7 separate regions of the Mus musculus genome follow, and regions 1, 2, 3, 4, 5 and 6 are each linked to region 7. A link is a contact called in public Hi-C, HiCAR-type, HiChIP or PLAC-seq and promoter capture Hi-C data. All regions are on one chromosome and are shown on one strand. Each heading gives the region's core, a stretch centred on a gene start, on an enhancer-like site or on the middle of the called end of the contact. The rest is flanking DNA. Distances are from core to core; before and after follow the strand shown. Region 1 has its middle 41 kb from the start of Smarcad1. Region 2 has its middle 21 kb from the start of Smarcad1. Region 3 has its middle 19 kb from the start of Hpgds. Region 4 overlaps Smarcad1 (SWI/SNF-related, matrix-associated actin-dependent regulator of chromatin, subfamily a, containing DEAD/H box 1). Region 5 holds the start of Atoh1 (atonal bHLH transcription factor 1). Region 6 has its middle 110 kb from the start of Qrfprl. Region 7 holds the start of Mad2l1 (MAD2 mitotic arrest deficient-like 1).

Region 1 (3,596 bases), core at 862-3,361, 1.5 Mb before region 7:
AAAGGCTGGGAAATTACATGTATGATACACCATGCCCTGCATTAAAATTTGCTCATAATCTACAATTTATAGTTTGTATTTTTTGGTTGTTTTTGTTTTGTTTTTGTTTTCATTTGATTTTTGGTTTTTGAGACAGGGTTTCTCTATGTAGCCCTGGGTGTCCTGGAACTCACTTTGTAGACCAGACTGGCCTAGAACTCAGAGATCCACCTGCCTCTGCCTCCCAAGTGATTAAAGGCGTGTGCCACCACTGCCTGGCTATAGTTTGTATTTTATTAATATCCATAAGGATATAAAATGAAGTAAACTGTTAGTAATATCATTTACTATAAAGTTTAGAAATAATTTAGAGCTACATAGATCTTACCAGAAGTATTTTTGGTTAATCTTTCCAATGATTCTTTATCAAAACTGAAAGAAAAAAATAAAAGCAAACATAAGGATTTCTAATGGTTTCAAATTTTCTGAGTATCCAATCTGCTTTTTAAAGCCCATTAAAGGGAGACAACAATCTTATGGTGCCAGGCATGGTCCCAGCACTAAGAATGTGGACTCATAGGACCATACCTTAAAAACTAACTTATGGGGGCTGGTGAGATGGCTCAGTGGGTAAGAGCACCCGACTGCTCTTCCGAAGGTCCAGAGTTCAAATCCCAGCAACCACATGGTGGCTCACAACCATCTGTAACGAGATCTGGCGCCCTCCTCTGGTGTGTCTGAAGACAGCTACAGTGTACTTACATGTAATAAATAAATCTTAAAAAAAAAAAACTAACTTATGCCTGGCTTAAAGCAAAATATTTTTTTTTTTTTAAGTTTTTTTCGAGACAGGGTTTCTCTGTATAGCCCTGGCTGTCCTGGAACTCACTCTGGAGACCAGGCTGGCCTCGAACTCAGAAATCCGCCTGCCTCTGCCTCCCAAGTGCTGGGATTAAAGGCATGTGCCACCACGCCTGGCGGCAGCAAAATATTTTTTAGAAAATCACTTCAAGCCAGGCGGATTTCTGCGTTCAAGGCCAGCCTGGTCTACAAAGTGAGGTCCAGGACAGCCAGGGCTATACAGAGAAACCCTGTCTCTAAAAAAAAAAAAGAAAGAAGAAAATCACTTCAAGACAACAAAGGAGACTGGTTGTGTCTAAAGAGCTCACTACAGGTCAGTGACAAGAGAGCTCGCTAGTCAAATTCAATCCCAAGCAAAGAGAAAGTGACTATTAAAATCAAGAAATACCCTTGTAAGAGGTGGAGGTGACACACTCTGAGGTTGTGAAAGTGTTCATGAACTTCGTCTTCACACCCAGGAGGCTGTATTAGGAGTCTTAGCTCATAGCCAGCTTGTGCTACAACAGAGACCCTGTCTCAAAAATTGAACAAAGTGAACAAACAAAAAATAGCAATCAGAAAAAAAAATGTTAAAAACAATTAACAAAAAACAGTGTGGAAGTACAGCTGAAGGTGAAGGCTTGGCTCTGTGAATGGACAGTTACCTAGCATATTGAGGCTTTACGTTTGATCCCAAGCAATAAAAATAACAATAACAACAACAAAAATAATGACGCGCAACCATCCCTCACACACACCACAGAGAGTGATAGCTTTAAATCCATTTTTGTTTGAGAAGAAAAGGCTCAAAAAAAAAAAATGCCTTCCTGCAGGTTCAACAGGTCATTGAGAATTAAAATGGAGGAAAAATTCCAAGACTCTAAATCAACCTATAACAAAAATAGTGTATTTAATCCAAGATCTTCATTTGCTTGCTGTCTAGAAACCTTTATTTTTCCACCTTAAAGCAGTAAAACCCTTCAAGGCTTTCAGAGGTATAGGATTAAAGAGAGGATTTACCTACTTTTTAAACAGCTTGCATATGTAAAAATTTGAAAGTTCCTCAAATCTGAATAATAATAAAAAAATAAATAAATAGAAGGTTCGAAGTTTACCAAAGTATCGTTCTTAAGTGGTACTTAACACAGATTAGCTATATCAATTTAAGTCAAATTTCAAGGAATTTATTGAAGTTATACTGTGGCTCAGAGATTTAAATGCTTAGTCACCTGGGAATGGCTATTAGGTGTGGCTTGTTGAAGGAAGTGTGTCACAGGGGTGGGGTGGGGTCTTTGAGGTTGCAAATGCTCAAGCCAGACCCACTGTCTCTCAAACTTCCTGCTGCCTGCAGACGAAGATGTAGAAAGAACTTTTGGCTATTTATCTCCAGCACCATGTCTGCTTGTGTGCTGCCATGTTTCCTACCATGACAATAATGGATTAAAGCTCTGAATTGTAAGCCAGCCCAAATTAAATGCTTTTCTTTATAAGAGCTTCAGTAGTCCTCTTGTCTCTTCACGGGAAGAAAAACCTGTGTATGAACCAAACGGACAGAGCCAGTAAGCAACCTTCTGCCAAAGTCTTTGTTTCACTCCCTGCCTTCATATTCCTGCCTTGGCTTCCCAGAAAGATGCACTCCAGAGAAGACAGGAGCATCAGAAATGAAAGTTCACACCAGCTTGGGCTGTTATGACCTTGTTTCAAATATATATTTAAATTTTGCTTCCTCGGTTTTTCACACTTCTCTTTTGTTTGTTTGTTTGGTTTTGTTGTTGTTGTTGTTGTTGTTGTTGTTGTTTTTGAAACAGGCTCACTTTAAGTAGCTCTGACTGCTTGGAACTCACTTTGACCTCGAACTCACTGAGATTCACCTGCCTCTGCCTCTGCCTCTCTGCCTCTGCCTCTCTGCCTCTGCCTCTGCCTCTCTGCCTCTCTGCCTCTGCCTCTCTGCCTCTGCCTCTGCCTCTGCCTCTGCCTCTGCCTCTGCCTCTCTGCCTCTCTGCCTCTCTGCCTCTCTGCCTCTCTGCCTCTCTGCCTCTGCCTCTGCCTCGAGTCACCTCTGGGTTAAAGATGTGCACCAGCTCTGGACAAAGTTCCTGCTGTCAGGCTCAGGTGGTAACAATTTCTTGCTGTTGTTGTAGCAGTTGTTTTGATACTATGTAGCCCTGACTGGCCTACAGGTGGCTATTTCTTTTACCTATCTCCAGATCAAAGTATGTGCTTCTAACTTGTTTCAAGTTACAGTGCAATTTGCCAACAACTTTACTACCAGTCATAGAAAATTTTGGACATCAACAACAGCCTTTAAAGTGATTTGTTTTTCTTTCTAGAACAAAAGCAGTAGATCCTATCAGCAGCCCACTCATTCCAATTTCTACTAAGTTCTCACCTTCCTAGAGTCAGAACAGCAGAGCAGGCATGAGTCACCCTAGCCAACACCTGCAAGTGGCAGGGGCCCCCAATACTAACTCTAATTCCATGAAGATTTTATCTCATTTATGTTTCTACACCTTTAATGATCCCCCCTTAAAAACTAAATGTGCGATAGATCAGACAAACACAATTATTTTTATAGAAAAGGGAGCAAAAGAGGAATTGTCCTTTTCCCAAGGCAAAACAGAGCAAACTTCTAATGTGATAGCCTGTGTGAAGTTCCACAGCTTTTTGCAGAAAAGTCTTTCCAGTGAACTGCAGACACACACACACACACACACACACACACACACACACACACACACACAGGCACACACATGCTCATGTGTGGCACCCAGCTACCT
Region 2 (3,540 bases), core at 866-3,365, 1.5 Mb before region 7:
TAACCGAAAGGTTGGATGTCCTCACGGACCACTGAACTGCCATTTCTGTAACAGTATATAAGCTACAAGGCAAGGATTTTGAGTTTATCTATACATACATACATACATACATACATACATACATGCACATTGTTTATATTGTATACCCATGGCTTGGGCAGGCTTTGAACTCAATGTGTGGCTGAGTATACCTTCTGATACTCCTGCCTCTACAAAAACAGAGCAAGTTAAAAATAGCACATAAGGGCTGGTGAGATGGCTCAGAGGTTAAGAGCACTGACTGCTCTTCCAAAGGTCCTGAGTTCAAATCCCAGCAATCACAAGGTGGCTCACAACCATCCGTAATGAGATCTGACACCCTCTTCTGGAGTGTCTGAAGACAGCTACAATGTACTTACATATAATAATACATAAATAAATCTTTAAAAAAATAGCACATGAGCATACTTTTGCTTTAAGGGGATTGTCCCATGTAAAATGCAGATCCGTGTGCAGTTTGTCCCTCAAGACACTCAGACTTTTTTTTTAATGTGTTTTATGTGTATAGGTTTTTGTCACCATGCGTATCTGTGTACTACATGCATACAGTACCCACAAAAGTCAAAAGAGGGTGTCATATCCCTGGGTCAAGAGCTACAAATGGTTAGCTGCCATGTGGATGCTGGAAACTGAACCCTAAGTCTTCTGGAAGGGCAGGCAATGCTCTGAACAGCTGAGCCATCTCTCTGTCCTGTGATTTATTTTTATTTTTCAATAATAATTTATCGTCATTGCCACTGCCGCCGCCACCACCACCATTACTACCACCATCATCATCATCGTCATTGAGACAGTGTCTTACCAGCCCTGTAATGTTTTATGAAGAATAGGGTCGCCTTGAACTCACAGAGATAGATGCCTCCGCACCCTGAGGACTGGATTAGAGAAGATTAAAAAGATGAAAGTGCTTCATTCAGCCCCTTGCCTGGTTTATGAAGTGCCAGAGACCTAACCCAGGGCTTTGAGCAAGCAGGGCAAGCACTCTACAAACCGAACATATCTACATTCCCAACCCTAGAATTTATTTTTATTTATTTCTTATCATCTATTGTACGAAGTGTGGCCACAAAGTGGTGGATGCTTATGGAAAGTGGACCTCAAAGACTGTGAGCCACCTGTTTCCTCTGCTCCTCTGTATTCTATGTAGGGAAACTGCTTGTCTCCCTTTTATTCCAGCATTTATCACAAATGAAGAAGCCACAAGGTAGAAGGTAACACACCCGAACCAGTAATGGTGGTACACACCTTTAATCACAACACGCAGGAGGCAGAGGCAGGTGGGTGGTCTACATAGCAAATTCTAGGCCAGCTAGGGCTTCAAAGTAAGACACTATCTCAAAAAATTAAAGAAAGAAAGAAAGAAAGAAAGAAAGAAAGAAAGAAAGAAAGAAAGAAAGAAAGAAAGAAAGAAAGAAAGCAAGCTTAAATTATTTCAGGGACACACTGCCCATTGACCTGTGATTTCCTGGGGGAAAATCTCTGATTTCCCAAGGCACATACAATTTTTGTAGCTAACACTTAAGGGCACCACTCCTTTCTCCTTCAAGAACCAGATATGATGTCCGCTTCCTTTATTTGTTGTGGGTAGCCTGAGGGACAAGTTCTCTCTAACTACTACTAAATTCACCTTCTCTCTGGATGCCTTTAGCCATAGATTCCTGATTCTAGATCCCAAATGTCCCTTGCTACAGTTGCTTTGATTGCATAGAATCTTGACCCTTGGCACCTCAGGCCTAGGCTCCGTCTCTCTGATATCTATTTAGGGAACGAAAGAACAAAGAACTATCTATTGGGCTTTAAAATAAATCGCTGTTAATTGTGGTGCCCTGGAAACTCCTGACAGCTGTGTTTGGGCATGTAAGGAAATGATCACTTTGAAAAGGCTACAGACTGTAAGGTAGGCAAGCTTGCCTGGCCCCCTTTGCCTGCTTTCCAGGTCCTTGTTCGGAACTCTGGTTTGGAAACACAATAACCTCTTTGTTTCAGAGGCCCAGGTAAAGCTATTCACATTCAAAGGTGACAGGAGCGCTTCCTCCTTAATCCCGGAATGACCCCACCCCACCCTCCAGAAGCTCTTAGACTTTGAAGGCTCTCACGTGTCTGCCTGTTAAAACCAAGTCCTTTTAGCCTCTTTCCTGCCTCTCTCCCTACCTCCTCTTCACCTAGTTTTTCCTTAGGCATTTCAAGTGGGGATTCAACCTCACATAAAGGAGACAAAGAACATTTTCTTCACCCTTCCAACTAAAGGAATCTTCTGAAATTAAGTTAAGACAGGATTAGTAAAAAAGGAAGAAAAGATGAAAACCTCCTGCCAAAAAAAAAAAAAAAAAAAAAAAAAGGAGGAAAAAACTTGTCAGTCGTGCCCAGAATTAATTACATGGGCATTAATTTAACATCAAAATAGTATTGCGAATATTTTTTCCTTATCTTCAGCATTTAGAAGACTGACTTACCAGGTATATTTTCAAGCCAAGATTATTCTTGTGGAATTTTTTGCTTTATCTAGGCAAAGCACATTTAAACTGCATACAGGACTGGGGGGGGGGGTCCCATTCTTCCCAAGCAGTCTCTCTTTTACCTTGGTCTCTTCTATTCCTTCTCTTGGTACACGAGTTCAGGAACTTGTAAGGAACCAGAATCTGAAATGATCTTTGAAGCTCCTGTAGTTAGATGCTAAGATGTTAGATTTAACTTAAACCCCAGGGAGCCCCTGAGGTACACTCAGCTCCAGCACCTCCAAACCTAAAAATCCCTCCCACTTTCCGGCCTGAAATTGGCCTTCATAGAAATCAAGGAATGGAAACTAGAGAGTTAAGAGACATACTTCACAAACAAGGCAGTCGCTGTTGGTATTGTGATGAAGTTCTTTGGTCTTCACGCTCACACCAAAGGGCTATCCAAGGCTACACATTTCTGTGGCAAAGGCTTGTCTAATGTGTCTAGGACTCTGGATTCTACAATGCCATACAAAAAAATTAATAAGTAAAAAGATTAAAAAGTCAACTTAGTGGTTTGTTTGTTTTCTCTGTGTAGCCCTGGTTGTCCTGAAACTCACTCTGTAGACCAAGACTCAGAGAGCTATTTCCCTGTCCCCACCTAGCTGTAAGGGTCAAACCGAAGGACAGATAACTGCCTGGAGTGCTGGGGGTTGGGATATCAAGTCCGGAATTTCACTTCCATAAACCAGGCTGGGTTGCCCCGACTGCACCGGATGCTCTTGAAAGCAAGGTACGGGCATCTCCAGCTGAGACTGTGATCCTGACAGTCTCCCAGGGACAGGTTATTAAGACAAAAGCCACAAAAGCTCATAGCAACCATAAAAGCTCATACCCAGGCGCAGGAAGTGCTACTGGGCAGTTGTGGCAGTTGGTTCTGGTCCTTACTTATTGTAGCTAACTACACAAAGCAGTTCTAACTGACCTTTATTGCAATTGGTTATAGAGGCAATCGAGGGTCTGGGGAATTTTCAAAAACATCAAAGCATAGAACTTAACAGGACAT
Region 3 (3,679 bases), core at 1,121-3,620, 1.4 Mb before region 7:
CTAGACAAACTTGACGTGCAGCCCAAAGGGAAGTGGGGTAAAAAGTAACTTGAGGTGGGAAACATTTGACCAGTTTCAGTTTCACTGGAGAAATTTTTTCCCAAAGGCTGATAAGCTCAAACATGGCAAATATAGGCAGCAGTTGTGGTTGGGGGCACATAAGGGCCAGATCAAATTCAACTTCAGCACCCCAGCCCACCCCAAATAAGTCAAAGGCTGTCTTTAAGAGTATGTAGGTTACAGTCCACGATGTGTGTCTTAACCAGCTGGGGCTAGTTTACTTCTTGAATTTCAGTTCATTTTAGGAATTGCAGCCAGAAGACAGGTGCCTTGAGGTTCTCAGGTGTTCCCCAGGGAAATATCAAGAACAAAAGACCCTCGGGTCTGAGGCAGATCCGGTGACACCACCCGAAGCATGCTTCCTTTTCCTTTTCCTTTTTGAGACAGAGTTTCTCCATGCAGTCCTGGCTGTCCTGGAACTCACTTTGTAGACCAGGCTAGCCTCGAACTTAGAGATCTGCCTGCCTCTGCCTCCCAAGTGCTGGGGTTACAGGCATGCGCCACCACTGGCCGGCATCCGCAGCACCTTCTTTCTGCTCAGGAATGAGAGCAGCTCGTGTTGTGCGTAGCCCCTGGAAATGGCAAGGGTGGCTCTCCTGAATGCCAGGAGTTGGCTTCGAGACGAGAAAGAGAGTTTAACCAAAGCTCATACTCCCGTCACAGGGCAGCAAGGCTGCTAGAAGCTGTGGGCCCAAATGGGATGACCTCATACTGAGCATGGACGGTTAAGTGTCTCTTAGGAGATGAAAGAAATTTGAGAACTGGAAGATGGAAAAGGGCTCCTGGGGAAGGAAGGGGCCCAGTGGGGCTTGGCCTGTCAGGAAGCCCTTTCTGGGTTTTGGCACCAAATGCAAGAAATAAGTCAGCTAAGGAAAATTAAAGAGTAGGCTCAGTTTAACCTCAAAGTGGCAAGAGCATTGGCATTCCCAAACCCTGTGGCTGGGTATCTCAGGGTATAGGAGCAGGCACAAGGGAGGGTCTGAGAATAAGGTTGTATAGTTGAGAGTGGGAGCGGGGCAGAGGGATGGCTTCACCAGGCACAGAAACTGCTTTTCAAAGTTGCAGTAGGAAATTAGTCAAGGTTGCACGTTTATTTTGCACCCCCTGATCTCCAGTGCTTGTACTGAGAGTTGGCTGCTTTCTGTTTTTTCGTGTGTAGCAGGTTTTCTAGCCCTGATTTTGGGATGGGATATTTTCTTCATCATTTGTAAATTGTTGGTCCTACTGCTTGTGTTGCTAAGGTCCTGGTCAGAAAGTCCTTTCCTGTGCCAGTCAGTTCCAGGATAGCCAAAGAATTCCCAAACAGTATAGTAGAAAATAAAGATTCAAAACCAACAAAACAACCAACCAACTGAAAGCCAAACCAAACCAAACCAAACCAAACCAAAACTGCTGGAGGTATCTCCATCCCAGACTTCAAGTTTACTACAGAAATACAGCAATAAAAACTGTATGGTACTTGCATAAAAACCAGCACATTGACTAGTGAAATACAAGGTCCACATATAGCTCCACTCCTACAGCCAAGAGTTCAACAGTACACATTGGAGAAAGGACGAAATCATCAAGAAACAGTGTTGGCTAAACTGGATAGCTATGTGTAGAAGGATGAAAACTAGGTCCTTATCTCTTACCCTGCAGAAAACCTCACTCCAACCAAACCAGGGTTCTCAACATGAGACCTGCTACTCTGAACCTGAAAAAGAAGAAAATGAGAACTCGCTTCCCATAATTTACTAAGAAGCAGGCAACTGGGCTGGCTATGTAGCTCAGAGATAGAGTGCTTGCATAGCATACATGAGGCCCTGGGTCTGACTGTCTACCTGGGACCACAAAGAAAAGAAAGGAAAGGGAGAATGAAAGAGGCAAAAGGGAAACTGTATTAAAACTGCCTGGATGTTTGTGTATTTTTACATATTCTGAAAATAATCTGAAGAGGTTTATTTTTCCTCATGAAATACAGAGGAAAAAGGACAATTTTGGAGCCTCAGAATTTGTGTGAGGTTTACAGGACTCTACAGTACTGCTGCCGTCCTTTCTTTTATATGTCTGACACTCACTCTCTATTTTAGTTTGCCAAGATCTGATGAGCATCCTGCAGCAGATGCAGTGCTGGAAGCAGCTAGGCAGCCTTCAGGGGCCTTGCTATTATGACTACATTAATGTGCTTGGGAAATGATTATCTAGTGCAGTGGGTTTCAGGATTTTCCCCCTTCAGTAGGCTTTCCTGCTCACCATTTTACTACCACAGCAAACACACACGATTTCGAAGACTACTTTCCGAGCAGCCAGAAACAGAGAGGAAGCTTGTTACAAAAAGAGAAACAAGGATATCCTGGTTTCTACCCACACAGCAGGATCCACCGCACCGGGGTCTAGTGAGAACAGAATTTTCCAGTGAAAGAATTCTAAGGCAGAAGTTGAAATTTTAAGTCCTAGCAAACAAAGTTAGACAAGACTACGAAAGCATACAGCTTATGTAAGAAAGGAAGAGACAGGTCTGTGGCTCTGTGGCTGGATGCTTGCTACCATGTCCTTCAAAGGCCAGGGCTTGACTTCACACACACACACACACACACACACACACACACACACACACACACACAAACACACACACACACACACACACACACACACAAACACACACACAAACACACACACACACACACACACACACACACACACAAACACACACACACACACACACACACAAACACACACACACACACACACACAAACACACACACACACACAAACACACACACACACACACACACCACACACAAACACACACACACACACACAAACACACACACACACACACAAACACACACACACACACACACACACACACACCACACACACACACACACACACACACAAACACACACACACAAACACACACACACACACACACAAACACACACACACACACAAACACACACACACACACACACACACACTCCTGCAAGTAAAAAAAAATGCAGTAAATAATGAACAAAGCCATTCTAGAAATAATTTCCTGCCCCCCTCCCCCCAAAAGACACAATTTTGCTTCGAGTTATTTGGTTCTTCATACTCCCGAGACACACAGAAAGAAAAGTTTAAAACTGGAGCTGTTTCTAAACCATGGAGAGTCAGTTTATGAAATGCACAAAGGGCCTGCTTTTGGGAAGTCTTCACATTTAGCCAGTAGGCACATTTTAAAAATAGTCCACAGGAAGCTGTTGGTGTCAATTCCAGTTCCTACCAGTTTGGAGAGCAAACCCAGAGCTGTCAGGAGACCAGGGAGTTGTGGACGTTATACAAATGGCCGAAGGTTGTCCTTTGGAGACACCACCTGCCAGACAAGGCGTAAATGAGATTTGTAAGACTGAAGTGACTTGTAACAGAGCACAGGGATTACCATCCCAGTGACAAACTCCTCTTCATGCTGCTGAGATTGCAGCGCCTCTCACTTTAATAGGCTGCAGGGTGAGTTTGCCCACCCCTTTCCCTGGGCCCAATCTGCTCGCTTCCCCCACTGTTCCATGCCCTCTGCCTCAGTGAGGAGTTTTATTCAATAAAGAAAGAAATCCATTTTTCAATTAATATTCATACAAGCAATGGACTCTGGAGC
Region 4 (3,168 bases), core at 485-2,984, 1.5 Mb before region 7:
AGATCTTCAAAGTTGAGACATCATCTTGATGGATTTTCCCTTTGAGTATGAAGTGTCATTTTCCATTTCTTTTGACAACTTTTGTTTGCAAGTCTATTTTATTAGATATTAGAATGGGTACTCCAGCTTGCTTCTTGAGTCCTTTTGCTTGGTAAACATTTTTCCAGCCCTTTACTCTGAAGTTATGTCTATCTTTGTGTTCCTAAGGTGTGTTTCTTGTATGCCAAGGAATGCTGGATCCAGTTTTCGCGTCCATCCTGTTAGCTTGTGTCTTTTTTTAAATCTAAATTTAATTTTTACTTATTCACTTTACATCCTGTTCACTGCCCCCCACTGGTTACCCACTCCCACAATCCTTCCCCCATCTTCCCCTCTTCTCATCCTCTGAGTGGGTGGGGTTCCCCCCTAGGTATCCCTCTACCCCGGCACTAAAAGTCTCCGCAAGGCTAGGCACTTCCTATCCTACTGAGGACAGACAGGGGAGCCCAGCTAGAAGAACATATTCCATAGACAGGCAACAAAGGGTTTTAGGATAGGTTTTGGGATAGCTGCCATTATAGTTGTTGGGGACCCACATGAAGACCAAGTTGCACATCTGTTACATATGTGAGGAGGCCTAGGTCTAGCTCATGTATGTTCTTTAGTTGATGGTTCAGAATCTGAGAGCCCCAAGGGTCCAGGTTAGTTTACTCTGTGAGTTCCTAAACCCTTTTGGGGGCCTGCAATCCTTCCTCCTGTTCTTCCATAAGAGTCCCCAAGCTCCATCCACTGTTTGGCTGTGGGTATCTGTATATGTCTGAATCAGCTGCTGGGTGGAGCCTCTCAGAGGACAACTTGTTTCTGTCTGCAAACATAACAGAGTATCATTAATAGTGTTAGGGATTGGTACTTGCCTGTGGGATGGGTCTCAAGTTGGGCCTGTTATTGATTGGCTATTCCCTCAATCTCTGCACTAACCCTTATTACTTGTAGACAGGATAAATTATGGTTTGAAAATTTTGTGAGTAAGTTGGTGTCTTTATCACTCTACTGGGTTTCCTGCCTGGCTATAGGAGGTGGCCTCTTCAGGTTCCATATCCCCAATGTTGTGAGTCACAGCTAAGGTCACCCCCATTGATTCTTGGGTGCCTCCCTTATCCCAGACCTCTGTCTCATCTTGCAGATGCCCTCCCTCCTTTTACTCCTATCAGTTGCAGATTTCTACTTATTTTCATGGCCATCTAGCCATCTTTCTTGTTCATTCCCACACCTGATCCTGAACTCCTGATTCCCCTTCCCATTTCTTCTCCTACCCTTGATCTGCCTCTTATGACTATTTTATTCCTCTTCCAAGTGAGATTCAAGCATCCTTGTTTATGCCTTCCTTGTTGTTTAGCTTATTTGGGTCTGTGAAATGTAATGTGTGTATCCTGTATTTCATGGCTAATATCCTCTTATAAGTTGTTGGGAGCTGGCCCGTGGCTCACATGGACCGGGGTTACTCCTGGGAGGCAAACTGAGGCTGAAAAGACAGAAACTAGGCGGTCAAGAGAAATAATGGAGCCAAGTCAAGGTTCCTGATCAAGGCTCTAATGTTTAATAGCAAACTGTGCTTATAAAGTGGGGGAGGCCATACCCCCCCCCCCCCAATCCATTCTTGGAGCCTGGAACCAGCTGCTGGATAGGGTGTAGCCTCCAGAATACCTCAGCGGCCTCTCAGCAGGTAGCAGTGTCTTGGGGGAGCAGTGGCTGGTGGCAGAACAATAGAGCCATCTAGGCAGGAAGGCTCCACCTCAGGTAATCTCCTTAGTGGCTGCAAGGTCAGAGTCTGGATCAGCCTGTTTCAGGCTGGGGGAGGTTACAGTAAGTGAGTGTATACCATGCATATACTTTTGGTTCTATCTAGGTTACTTCACTCAGGATGATATTCTCAAGTTCCATTCATTTGTCTGCAAAATTCATGATGTACTTGTTTTTAATAGCTGAATAATAGTATTCCATTGTGTAGAAGTACTATATTTTCTATATCTTCTTTGGTTGAGGGATGTCTGGGTTGTTTCTAGTTTCTGGCTATTGCAAATAAAGCTGCTATGAACATAGTTGAACAAAGTGTCTTGTGGGATTTTTGAGTATCTTTTGTGCCTAGGAGTGGTATAGCTGGGTCTTGAGGTAGAACTATTCCCAGTTTTTTGAGAAACTGCTGAATTGATTTCCAAAGTGGTTGTACAAGTTTGCCATCCCACCAGCAGTGGAGGAGTGTTGCCCTTGCTCCACATCCTCTCCAACATGTGCTATCTTTTGAGTTTTTGATTGTAGCCATTCTGATGAGTGTAAAATGGGAACTGAGAGTTGTTTTGATTTACATTTCCCTAATGACTAAGGACTTTGAATATTCCTTTAAGTGCTTCTTTCCCACTCAAGATCCCTCTGTTGAGAATTCTCTGTTTAGATCTGTAGCCCATTTTTAATTGGGTTATTTGGGTTGTTGGTGTCTAACTTCTTTTTTTGTTTTTGTTTTTTCTACACAGAGACAGGGTTTCTCTGTGTAGCCCTGGCTGTCTTGGAACTCACTTTGTAGACCAGGCTGGCCTCAAACTCAGAAATCTGCCATACAGAAGCTTTTCTGTTTCTAGATGTTTCCCTTTTATCAGTTGTTGATCTTAGAGCCTGAACCATTGGTGTTCTGTTCAGGAAATTGTCTCCTGCACCAATATATTGAAGGGTATTTTCTACTTTCTCTTGTATGATGTTAAGTGTATTTGGTTTTATATTGAGGTCTTTCATCCACTTGGACGTGAGTTTTTTTTTAATTTAATTTTTTTTTTTTTAAGATTTGTTTATTATTACATGTAAGTACATTATAACTGTCTTCAGACACACCAGAAAAGGGCATCAGATCTCATTACGGATGGTTGTGAGCTACCATTTGGTTGCAGAGATTTGAACTCAGGACCTCCAGAAGAGCAGTCAGTGCTCTTAACTGCTGAGCCACCTCTCTAGCCCCTGGACTTGAGTTTTGTGTAGGGTGATAAATATGGATCTATTTGCATTCTTCTACGTGTAGACATCCAGTTAGACTAGTACCGTTTGTTGAAGATGCTTTCTTTTTTCCATTGTATAGTTTTTAGCCTGTGCTTCTATTGTGGAATTGAATCTATTGATGCTGAGTGATATTAATGACCAACAATT
Region 5 (3,516 bases), core at 59-2,558, 1.8 Mb before region 7:
ATCGAAAGCACCAGCCACAGTTGCCACCCACTCTGGTGCCCCAGGGACGAAGAAAGCCCAAACTGGAGAGCACTAGGAGCAAGCTGGGGCGTGTCCCGAGCCAGGAAGTTTCTGATTGGCTCTTTGTGGTAAACTACCAGGCGGAGGGCTAAAGAGGTAGGAGGGGAGCGGTTTATAGAGGGAGTGAACACCCTAACTAAACAGAGCGGGACAGGTGGGTTTGACTGTGGTTTCTGGGCGTTTGCGCAAGAAGCCACGCGCACTAGTAAACCGGGGCCTCCCGAGGCAGCAGTTTCAAAATGCCCAGAATCACAAAGAACCCAAAGACCTTTTGCACTAATTCCGGCAGCCTCCTGTGGCTCTGCGTTTATGAGTCCTACGCTGTGAGTTTTGAAACTGTTTGCATGATCCCTTGCGATAGCTCAGCGTAGCGCGATATCCTCCGCGAAGGGCTTTTGCAGACTGAGACCCTAACGGGCTCTAAGAAACACGCTCAAAGGCTCCTGGGGCAATCCCGATTTTGGTATGTCATAACTATACCGCAGCTTTACTTTCCATTAAAAAAAAAAAAGACTACATGAAAAAAAATCCAAGTACTATGTGGACCAAGAGATGCAGACAAAGTCAAAATTAAGAAATACGTTCCCAGAAGCGAATGGTTTTCACCTTGTTCTGATTTTTGATTAGACGCCACTTAACACTTCTACAAATTAAATGTGCAATAGGTAAGAGCTATATACACACCTCTCTATATGTATTTCTGTCACATTGCACATGGGCGATTTTACGAGTTTCTTGAGAGCTGTGATCCAGGCTTGGAGGGATCTCAGGCCAGGCGGGCTACTCCAGTTGGTGCCCCGAAGGCTCTAGGCGCGTCCAGCTTGGCCGGGAGCCGCCTACCCTGGGTCTCATCTGAGCTGGGGCCGCTAGGACACCAGCCGGGAGCCCGCTTCTTCTCCCCTCCCACCCCCCATTCCCCTCACTCAGGTCGCCTGGGAGGTGACACCCTCAGGAGTCGAATTACAGCCCCACAATTAACATATGAATTTCCAGAACTGACTAGAGGGACAAGGGGGAATTTTTTTTTCTTTTTTTTTTTTTTTCCAGAGCCAGAGCTGAACTCCTCGGCACACAGTAACTTTTCACTGGGTGTAAAAACTCTTTGATTGGCTCCTCGCACGCGCCTGCCCGCCCCCTTCTTTGACTGGGCAGACACGCGACTGGCGCAAGGAGGGGGCTGGGAGGGGAGCCGGGGGAGATACACTGGCGCGTGCCGCTTTTTAAAGGGGCGCAGCGCCTTCAGCAACCGGAGAAGCTTCGTTGCACGCGACCTGGTGTGCGATCTCCGAGTGAGAGGGGGAGGGTCAGAGGAGGAAGGAAAAAAAATCAGACCTTGCAGAAGAGACTAGGAAGGTTTTTGTTGTTGTTGTTCGGGGCTTATCCCCTTCGTTGAACTGGGTTGCCAGCACCTCCTCTAACACGGCACCTCCGAGCCATTGCAGTGCGATGTCCCGCCTGCTGCATGCAGAAGAGTGGGCTGAGGTAAAAGAGTTGGGGGACCACCATCGCCATCCCCAGCCGCACCACGTCCCGCCGCTGACGCCACAGCCACCTGCTACCCTGCAGGCGAGAGACCTTCCCGTCTACCCGGCAGAACTGTCCCTCCTGGATAGCACCGACCCACGCGCCTGGCTGACTCCCACTTTGCAGGGCCTCTGCACGGCACGCGCCGCCCAGTATCTGCTGCATTCTCCCGAGCTGGGTGCCTCCGAGGCCGCGGCGCCCCGGGACGAGGCTGACAGCCAGGGTGAGCTGGTAAGGAGAAGCGGCTGTGGCGGCCTCAGCAAGAGCCCCGGGCCCGTCAAAGTACGGGAACAGCTGTGCAAGCTGAAGGGTGGGGTTGTAGTGGACGAGCTTGGCTGCAGCCGCCAGCGAGCCCCTTCCAGCAAACAGGTGAATGGGGTACAGAAGCAAAGGAGGCTGGCAGCAAACGCAAGGGAACGGCGCAGGATGCACGGGCTGAACCACGCCTTCGACCAGCTGCGCAACGTTATCCCGTCCTTCAACAACGACAAGAAGCTGTCCAAATATGAGACCCTACAGATGGCCCAGATCTACATCAACGCTCTGTCGGAGTTGCTGCAGACTCCCAATGTCGGAGAGCAACCGCCGCCGCCCACAGCTTCCTGCAAAAATGACCACCATCACCTTCGCACCGCCTCCTCCTATGAAGGAGGTGCGGGCGCCTCTGCGGTAGCTGGGGCTCAGCCAGCCCCGGGAGGGGGCCCGAGACCTACCCCGCCCGGGCCTTGCCGGACTCGCTTCTCAGGCCCAGCTTCCTCTGGGGGTTACTCGGTGCAGCTGGACGCTTTGCACTTCCCAGCCTTCGAGGACAGGGCCCTAACAGCGATGATGGCACAGAAGGACCTGTCGCCTTCGCTGCCCGGGGGCATCCTGCAGCCTGTACAGGAGGACAACAGCAAAACATCTCCCAGATCCCACAGAAGTGACGGAGAGTTTTCCCCCCACTCTCATTACAGTGACTCTGATGAGGCCAGTTAGGAAGGCAACAGCTCCCTGAAAACTGAGACAACCAAATGCCCTTCCTAGCGCGCGGGAAGCCCCGTGACAAATATCCCTGCACCCTTTAATTTTTGGTCTGTGGTGATCGTTGTTAGCAACGACTTGACTTCGGACGGCTGCAGCTCTTCCAATCCCCTTCCTCCTACCTTCTCCTTCCTCTGTATGTAGATACTGTATCATTATATGTACCTTTACGTGGCATCGTTTCATGGTCCATGCTGCCAATATGCTGCTAAAATGTCGTATCTCTGCCTCTGGTCTGGGTTTCACTTATTTTATACCTTGGGAGTTCATCCTTGCGTGTTGCGCTCACTCACAAATAAGGGAGTTAGTCAATGAAGTTGTTTCCCCAACTGCTTGAGACCCGCATTGGGTACTTTACTGAACACGGACTATTGTGTTGTTAAAATGCAGGGGCAGATAAGAGTATCTGTAGAGCTTAGACACCAAGTGTGTCCAGCAGTGTGTCTAGCGGACCCAGAATACACGCACTTCATCACTGGCCGCTGCGCCGCCTTGAAGAAACTCAACTGCCAATGCAGAGCAACTTTTGATTTTAAAAACAGCCACTCATAATCATTAAACTCTTTGCAAATGTTTGTTTTTGCAAATGAAAATTAAAAAAAAACATGTAGTGTCAAAGGCATTTGGTCAATTTTATTTTGCTTTGTTAACATTAGAAAAGTTATTTATTATTGCGTATTTGGACCCATTTCTACTTAATTGCCTTTTTTTTACATTTTCTACTCGAGATCGTTTTATTTTGATTTAGCAAATCCAGTTGCCATTGCTTTATGTATGTATGCTCTTTTACAAATGATAAAATAAACTCGGAAAAAAAAAACCTTTTCGTTGTCACGTGTTCTAGTCCAGTAAAGCATTAAAAATAAGTTGTAAGTGGTAGAAATGATGTGATTTGCTGTTTTAAAGAAT
Region 6 (3,217 bases), core at 514-3,013, 1.3 Mb before region 7:
ATAAAGTTTAAAAAAAAAACCCAGCAGCAGGGACTCTTGCTTAGTGTCAGAGTATTGAACCCTGGGCCCAATTCTTAGCAACAAAAATGCACATGCACATACATATGTACACATTTCAATATACAACAAATTAAGACATTAAGATGACAAAGTCACTTATAATAGAAAAAGTAACTGTTTAACAAGTCATTTATTTCTATGGGATCTATCTACTAAACACAATGAAGCATAATAAATTTAATTAAAGATTATACAGTTTAACAGAAAGATCTCTGTTGTCTGGCAACTTCCTCTAAATTGAAATATTACTTTTAGTTAGAGGCTCATTAACTCAGGCAGTAAAGCAAACTTACAAGTTTTAAGAAATAAACAAAAATGTTAAGACTTTGGAAGTCTCCAAAGCTTACAAGACTCACAAGACTCTTCCACCAGGGCAACAACTGCTGGAGAGAGCAGGCATAGCTAAGCTACCAGCAAGCTATACAGGAAACTCTCTGGATCCAGCTTTCATGTGTTGTCATGCATGGTGAAATGGGCTTTTCAGTGACACATCTATCCTTGAGTCATTGCTTATTAGATTCTTCATTTATAGAGTTCAGGGTCCAATTTAGGGAGTAGTGCTGCCCAGAGTGGGCTAGGTCAATTAACAATCAAGAGAAATCCTCCCTTGAAATGCACATAAGCTAACCAGATCTACATAATTTCTCAATTGAGTTTCTCTTCCTAAATGATTCTAGGTTGTATAGCATTGACAGTTAAAGAGCTTGAATTATAGGCCTTGTCAATGTTCCATAGACATTCCTTAAAATAACAATCCCAAAACAGAAGAAAGGATATAGACCCATATATATTTATATATACTAAAAAATGGATTAAATAAAAGACCTAAAACTAGTGAGGTGTAGTGGCTCACACACTTAACCTCAGGGTTTGAGAGTTAAGAGGCAGGCGAGTCTGTGAGTGTCAGACCAGCCAGGACTTCATAGTATAACCCTGTCTCAAAACAAAATCTCAAAATAAAATACACTTCTATAAATAGAAAAATGCAAATCAAATCTACAAAGAGATCACCTTATACCTACTAGATTGGATATTATACAAATAGATAGCAATCCACTGTGGATTTTAAAGCCAAAAACACATTTTGTCTCAATTTTTATATTAGTTTTTTCTTTCTTTCTTCCTTTTTTTTTTTCTCTTGTAAAGGTCTTAAGTACACGTTGAGTAACTTTTCACTTGAGTACATGGCAGGAAGTTAATAAAATTGCTCATTATTGTTGGGCTTTGGGGGTCCTGTTTGGGATTTAAGAATAAAGACTCATAAATATCTGCATAGTATAAGGCTGTTGGCCTGTTTGCTGGGGCAGTTCTGCAGCTATCCCACTAGACTCAACCCAACTTCCCTGCCACAGCACCTCTCCATGTGAATCCCATTGCTTTACTTCTTGCCATGCTTCTGTCTCCTGCTTCTGTCCTTCTGTCCTGTGGATCTGCCCCAGGTCCAGGCACCAGGTCTTTATTCTGGAAAAAAAATCACACTCCTTATTTATCTAGTCTAAACCAATCTGTGTTGCCTTTTGGCATTGAGGGCTATGTGACCTTCACTGTGGCAGCTTGCTTTTTAACATGATAATCTCAGAGAATCATCAATTGAGTGAGTGAGTGGGTGAAGAAGGAAAAGCGTTTACTTGTAGGAAGCAGGTAATGGACCATAGAAATGACAATACTAAGTATCCTGCCAGTACTTACCTCTGCCTGCACAGCTATTAACATTTGAAAAAACAGGAGCACACCCACATAGCCATTTGATAGACTATGTGCAGGTGCAGGTCACCCCAACAGTTCATTAGAAAATTTATGTCTAAGTGCAATGTATTCTATTTTACAAAAAGCAACTAGTCCATTGACTGGGGTGTTCTTTGGTATGTTTCTTCCTCAGAGTCTCTTGAAGACTGGTTACAGGATGTCCTTAGATACACAATTCACAGATGGTGAGTCTGTTACAAACAGCAAGATATCTACACATAACCTAGAAGTATCCTTTTCAAACATCTTTATATTCCTATAAGACCAATATAATGTAAACACTATCTAAACTGGGTGCACATGTTCAAGATAGACAGTTTCCCCTAATGTTTTTGATTCATGAGTGCAGAACCTGTTAATAAAGAGGACAGCTGTTTGCTTTAGAAAAATCCTGAAGCTTGGAGTTTTGTGATGCTAGTAAGGCAAAAATGGGATAGTTTAGTTAGAAACTGAGATGGCTTCATTCATAGGAATTGGCATATGCATAGCAGTTGTATCCCAGTGTTTTAAACTGAGATAGTCCTCATCACTGAATGGAAGGGTCTCTGGAGAACAGCCTTACTGAACTGGCAAGTCAGTTGTCTCTGGATTTTGATGATGTCCCCATTCCTGGCACATTTCCCTAAGGCGTTGGCCATCTTTTGGTAAGTCATGGTCTTGTGGTTGCTTTTACTTTCCCCCTAAAATTCAACTAAAATTTCTTTCTCTCTCTTTTTCCTTCTTTCCTTATCTATCTATCTATCTATCTATCTATCTATCTATCTATCTATCATCTATCTATCTACCTACCTACCTACCTATATACTTACTTGCTTATTTATAAACTGAAAGAAATGTGCCTTTAGTTTTTGTCAGTTCACTGAATACAAGATACCATCTCAGAACTGTACAGAATTCTCTTTTCTTTTCTTTTCTTTTCTTTTCTTTTCTTTTCTTTTCTTTTCTTCTCTTCTCTTCTCTTCTTTTCTTTCCCTTTCCTTTGCTTTTCTTTCTTTTCCTTCCTTTACTTCCTTCCCTTCTTTTGTTCTTTCTTTCTTTCTTTCTTTCTTTCTTTCTTTCTTTCTTTCCTCTCTTTTCTTTCTTTTTTCCTTCCTTCCTTCCTTCCTTCCTTCCTTCCTTCCTTCCTTCCTTCCTTCTCTCTCTCTCTCTCTCTCTCTCTCTCTCTCTCTCTCTCTCTCTCTTTCTTTCTTTCTTTCTTACTTTTTGGTTTGGTTTTTCAAGGCAGGGTTTCTCTATATAGCCCTGGCTATCCTGGAACTCACTCTGTAGACCAGGCCAGCCTTGAACTCACAGAGATCCACATGCCTTTGCATCCTACCCAAGTGCTGGAATTAAAACTGTGTGCTACCACTGTCTGGCTGCACAGGATCCTAAAGGTATTCAAACTCACAGCTCTTCCCTGTCCTTCCTC
Region 7 (3,644 bases), core at 1,087-3,586:
TAGCTCAGTTGGTAGAGTACTTTTTGAAGAAGTCCTGGTCTTAATTCCCAGCACTGAATAAATATGGCAGGATGATATATACTTGTTATTTTAGCATTCCGTTGGTGGAAGCAGAAAGCTAAGAAATACTGGCTATAATTGGCTACGTAAAAAACTTGATGCCAGCATGGCATACATAAAAGCCTACTGCAAGAATAATACAAAAAAAGAAACCAAGTAACACTAAGTTTTGTGACAAAAAAATTAAAAAAATACTTAAGCCCATATAATAACATTTCTAGTGTGTAAAAATACTATTTTTAAGAAAAAATTAGCAGATTAAAATTTTTCTATGATATTTAAAATAAACCGCTTAGTTTCAAGACCCTTATTTATATATATTTCCAATACGTATGATGCACATATTTTAAATTCTAAAGAGAATATAAATCCGCAGTATATTACAATTCAACATGTCATTCTGCGGTTCACTATCAACACACAAATGCCTAGAAACTATTAATCTCTGTTTTTTCTCCCTTGGTGCACTGAAGCCTTCATTTGCATTGTTTTTCAAAGGTTGCATTGTGTGGTTAAACACTGCCCTCTTCTGGTATCTGGGATTAAATGTGTATCCACACAAAATTCTTTATGGTTTATTACTGCAAAATTTCTTGACAAGTTGTGTGTGTTATTAGTTAATAAGTAAATGTTTTTAGCCCAAATCAAGTAAACTTTTTCTCAAATCATAACCACAACAATAAGGAATCTCATTTGCATTTTTCAAACAAATATGCTATAAAAGGAGACTAAACTAGGGAGTATACATTCTCTAATAAATCTGCCACTAACTAAAAACTGGATCTTGAATTAACTGTGCAACCACTCTAGATCTACTATACTATAATTTGATTAAGTCATTAATGGATTTCTTCAGCCTCAAACTTTATGTGCTTCTAGATTTAGAAAAAAAAAATACTTATTTTAATACCAAGGGGGGGGGTCAATTTCTATTCCTCCCTGTTCAAACATTCTTACCCTAAATAATACACAGCAAGAGTCTACAAAATTGTGAGTCAAAGTAAATATGAGAAACTGAGAATTTTTCAAGTATTTTATAGTATTGCTTTTAATAAATGGGGAGAGAGGTAATGTTAAACCACGCAGTCAAAAGGAAATAGGAAAGAAATCAACCATCAAAGATTCCAGATCTTTTAATGTTTCTGAAATAAATTAGATTAAGTCCAACCACCGTTTGGTAAGAAAGAGCTAGTACCTCACTTTTATCTATACCACCATTTCTTTCCTCCTCATATGTCACAGTTTCTTTCTCTGATGTATTGTTTATACAACTTCCCTGGCATCTGTTTAGTTCAGGCTCTAAACCTTCTTCTTTCTTCTCCTTGTTCTTTCTTCTTCTTCTTCAAAGATTTATTTATTATTATTATTATTATTATTATTATTATTATTATTATATATAAGTACACTGTAGCTGTCTTCAGACACACCAGAAGAGGGCGTCAGATCTCATTACAGATGGTTGTGAGCCACCATGTGATTGCTGGAATTTGAACTCAGGACCTTCGGAACAGCAGTCACTCTTACCCACTGAGCCATCTTCTTAAACCTGCATATGATAGTATCTCTAATAGTCAACTGGTTTCAAAATGCAGTCTGAGTACCAGAGTTAGAACCATTTAGCATAGTTGGAAGATGTGCCATCTCCTGGACACAATACTACTGTACAATATTAAAACTGTAGCATGAATCCCATATGTAATCGTACATGCTCTGGTATAGGCCTTAAACGATCAAAAAGAAAGTACATATGACTAAAAACTTAAAAGCAAGCTAATTGCAAAAAAAAAAAAAAAAAAAAAAAAAAAAAGGAAATCAAGTGTCTCTATCATTTAAATCCTTTGTGGACTTATAAAATCTATGTAGTATAGAAAAATAAAGACATTACTAAATGATTATTAGTGTGTGTGTGTGTACACAATTTGCAGGGGTTCGCTTCTCTACTTGGTGACAAGCATCATTAAGCTTCTGTCCCACCTAGTTCCCTTCATCATATTTAACAAAACCAAAAACCAGGTTCTCCCAGACTTGAAACTATCCTCGAAGCTGAGACCATGCTTCAGGGATGCTCAGACCACGGGTTTGACAGGCAGGTAATCTCAGGACCATCTCTGGGCCGCTTCTAGGTCACCTCATCCGAGGTCCTGCACAGTACGGACCTTGTAGGTCACCAGGACCTGGAACAAGACGCCCCAACCACTCTGCGCTTGCTCATTCGGTCAGCCAGCGAGGGCGGAGCCAGGGCCGGATACAAGTCGCTTTGGGCGGGGCTTTAACCCGTGGTGCAACTGGGCATAGGGCGGAAGAGCCGATGTGGAGCGGAATGTTGAAGAGACCCGGCTCTCTAATGTGGGAGGGGCTTAGGGAACAAAACGGAAGCCTGAGGCGGCCTTAGGGAGGGATTCGGAGTTACAAAGCCAGCCGGAAACTGGCGACGTAGGTGGGGCTTAGGGCTCATTACGCCTGCGCACCGAGCAACCGGCGGGCTGCGTAGTTATTTTTGAACCGGGTGGCGGGGAATAGCTTAGAAGCCATTAGGGCGCCGTCTGCGGTGAGGTTGGTAGTGTTCTCCGTTCGATCTAGTGATGGCACAGCAGCTCGCCCGAGAGCAAGGCATCACCCTGCGTGGGAGCGCAGAAATCGTGGCCGAGTTTTTCTGTGAGTGCTGAGCGCAGCCCCCGCCGCCAGAGAGAGCTGAGGCTGAGCCGGGCCTTAGGACGCGCGCTAGGACGGAACCACGGATCCTCCCGGGGGCGGGGAACGCTGCACCACCCAGCGCAGGCCTGGGCCTCCTGGAACCTAACGGGGCTGACCTGGGTCATCATCTTACTCGCTCTCTGAAAGCTGGGGTCTGTGTTGACATCCTCTGACCACATGCTCTGTATTTACACTTAGCAAACCTGCGAAGTTGGACATTGCTGGGTTAAAGGTTTTCCGTGTCTTTTTGTGCCTACTCTGCTTTCTGGGAGACTTAAACGTTATTACACGGTTACGGCTTTATTTCTTTCGTTTTCAGCATTTGGCATCAACAGCATTTTGTATCAGCGTGGCATTTATCCGTCGGAAACCTTTACTAGAGTGCAGAAATATGGACTCACCTTGCTTACAACTACTGACCCCGAGCTCATAAAGTATCTCAATAATGTGGTGGAACAGCTAAAAGGTAATCACGTTTTCAGTGTGTGATCTTACAGGTTTGTGTCCCAAGTAACTTAAAGCAACATGCCTTCTCAAATGTCATTCTCAACTGGGAGGAAGCAAGCAATGGAGGGAATCCCCACCTCTTTTTAAGTAGGCTGAATGTCTTGATGTTAGGAATCTTTAAGCTGCTTTAAGAGTGGGTTTTGTAGGTTAACCAGTTGCAGCAAATTGGAAATTTTACCCGATTAAAAGGATTTCGCCATTCTGTGTTTTGCTTTGTAGCTCCCAATGAAATCATACAAAATACCAATTCTAAAAGCATTGCAACTGCCTTTTTTTCTCTTTGAGTTTTATTGTACGTGAAAGGGTGTTGTAGTTTGTTTTAATTGTAAATTCATTAACAGTGTTTATTGCTTTTTTTGTTAACTTCAGTATTAAAATGGCCT

What was found. Promoter capture Hi-C pulls out the DNA fragments that hold promoters and counts their contacts. A called contact is a pair of places that touch in the nucleus more often than the background predicts. HiCAR-type assays count read pairs that join an accessible place to other places. HiChIP or PLAC-seq counts read pairs in DNA pulled down with a chosen protein or histone mark.
Region 1: an H3K27ac HiChIP or PLAC-seq map of embryonic stem cells shows a contact between it and region 7, with 7 times the contacts expected there. The contact joins the enhancer-like site here to the promoter of Mad2l1 in region 7. A contact is called at or near these places in 9 of 39 promoter capture datasets (the 3T3-L1 cell line, the HPC-7 cell line, cranial neural crest and 4 more), 8 of 115 datasets of contacts at active chromatin or transcription factors (bone marrow-derived macrophages, embryonic stem cells, extraembryonic endoderm stem cells and 2 more) and 1 of 9 other capture datasets (embryonic stem cells).
Region 2: an H3K27ac HiChIP or PLAC-seq map of extraembryonic endoderm stem cells shows a contact between it and region 7, with 11 times the contacts expected there. The contact joins the enhancer-like site here to the promoter of Mad2l1 in region 7. A contact is called at or near these places in 13 of 39 promoter capture datasets (the 3T3-L1 cell line, 3T3-L1-derived adipocytes, the C10 cell line and 9 more), 1 of 484 Hi-C or Micro-C datasets (bone marrow-derived macrophages) and 9 of 115 datasets of contacts at active chromatin or transcription factors (embryonic stem cells, epiblast stem cells, extraembryonic endoderm stem cells and 3 more).
Region 3: a contact with region 7 is called in a Hi-C map of bone marrow-derived macrophages, with 7 read pairs. The contact joins the enhancer-like site here to the promoter of Mad2l1 in region 7. A contact is called at or near these places in 5 of 39 promoter capture datasets (cranial neural crest, embryonic stem cells, frontonasal cranial neural crest and 1 more), 1 of 484 Hi-C or Micro-C datasets (bone marrow-derived macrophages) and 5 of 115 datasets of contacts at active chromatin or transcription factors (embryonic stem cells, extraembryonic endoderm stem cells, large pre-B cells and 1 more).
Region 4: an H3K27ac HiChIP or PLAC-seq map of embryonic stem cells shows a contact between it and region 7, with 20 times the contacts expected there. The contact joins the enhancer-like site here to the promoter of Mad2l1 in region 7. A contact is called at or near these places in 16 of 39 promoter capture datasets (the 3T3-L1 cell line, 3T3-L1-derived adipocytes, the C10 cell line and 12 more) and 12 of 115 datasets of contacts at active chromatin or transcription factors (the NIH/3T3 cell line, acute myeloid leukemia, astrocytes and 6 more).
Region 5: a contact with region 7 is called in a HiCAR-type map of astrocytes, with 8 times the contacts expected there. The contact joins the promoter of Atoh1 here to the promoter of Mad2l1 in region 7. A contact is called at or near these places in 3 of 39 promoter capture datasets (embryonic stem cells, hippocampal neurons and pre-B cells), 1 of 484 Hi-C or Micro-C datasets (embryonic stem cells) and 4 of 115 datasets of contacts at active chromatin or transcription factors (astrocytes, embryonic forebrain and embryonic stem cells).
Region 6: a promoter capture Hi-C map of embryonic stem cells shows a contact between it and region 7, with 4 times the contacts expected there. The contact joins the enhancer-like site here to the promoter of Mad2l1 in region 7. A contact is called at or near these places in 6 of 39 promoter capture datasets (embryonic stem cells, hippocampal neurons, liver and 2 more) and 2 of 115 datasets of contacts at active chromatin or transcription factors (both in embryonic stem cells).

The regions. Positions count from the first base shown.
Region 1 is chr6:65,000,275-65,003,870 of GRCm38.p6, forward strand. No RefSeq gene overlaps it. Among named protein-coding and RNA genes, the nearest start is that of Smarcad1, 41 kb to the right of the region's middle. Within about 2 kb of position 2,112, at least 11 of the 459 cell types and tissues checked have an H3K27ac peak or open chromatin away from gene starts, as enhancers often do. A contact at or near this core is called in embryonic stem cells and trophoblast stem cells, where this site is marked.
Region 2 is chr6:65,020,021-65,023,560 of GRCm38.p6, forward strand. No RefSeq gene overlaps it. Among named protein-coding and RNA genes, the nearest start is that of Smarcad1, 21 kb to the right of the region's middle. Within about 2 kb of position 2,116, at least 28 of the 459 cell types and tissues checked have an H3K27ac peak or open chromatin away from gene starts, as enhancers often do. A contact at or near this core is called in embryonic stem cells, epiblast stem cells, extraembryonic endoderm stem cells and 1 more, where this site is marked.
Region 3 is chr6:65,161,896-65,165,574 of GRCm38.p6, forward strand. No RefSeq gene overlaps it. Among named protein-coding and RNA genes, the nearest start is that of Hpgds, 19 kb to the left of the region's middle. Within about 2 kb of position 2,371, at least 30 of the 459 cell types and tissues checked have an H3K27ac peak or open chromatin away from gene starts, as enhancers often do. A contact at or near this core is called in bone marrow-derived macrophages, where this site is marked.
Region 4 is chr6:65,059,512-65,062,679 of GRCm38.p6, forward strand. The region is part of intron 5 of Smarcad1 (SWI/SNF-related, matrix-associated actin-dependent regulator of chromatin, subfamily a, containing DEAD/H box 1); the gene reads left to right. Among named protein-coding and RNA genes, the nearest start is that of Smarcad1, 19 kb to the left of the region's middle. Within about 2 kb of position 1,735, at least 15 of the 459 cell types and tissues checked have an H3K27ac peak or open chromatin away from gene starts, as enhancers often do. A contact at or near this core is called in embryonic stem cells and stem cell-derived epiblast-like cells, where this site is marked.
Region 5 is chr6:64,727,817-64,731,332 of GRCm38.p6, forward strand. Atoh1 (atonal bHLH transcription factor 1) reads left to right here and starts at 1,309. Exons shown (of 1, transcript NM_007500.5): 1 at 1,309-3,429. The coding sequence starts at 1,507. The coding sequence ends at 2,562. It overlaps Gm35851 (a long non-coding RNA gene), which reads right to left and starts at 1,045. Exons shown (of 3, transcript XR_377731.4): 1 at 745-1,045.
Region 6 is chr6:65,269,213-65,272,429 of GRCm38.p6, forward strand. No RefSeq gene overlaps it. Among named protein-coding and RNA genes, the nearest start is that of Qrfprl, 110 kb to the right of the region's middle. Within about 2 kb of position 1,764, at least 3 of the 459 cell types and tissues checked have an H3K27ac peak or open chromatin away from gene starts, as enhancers often do. A contact at or near this core is called in embryonic stem cells, where this site is marked.
Region 7 is chr6:66,532,885-66,536,528 of GRCm38.p6, forward strand. Mad2l1 (MAD2 mitotic arrest deficient-like 1) reads left to right here and starts at 2,337. Exons shown (of 6, transcript NM_001355624.1): 1 at 2,337-2,715; 2 at 3,074-3,220. The coding sequence starts at 2,643.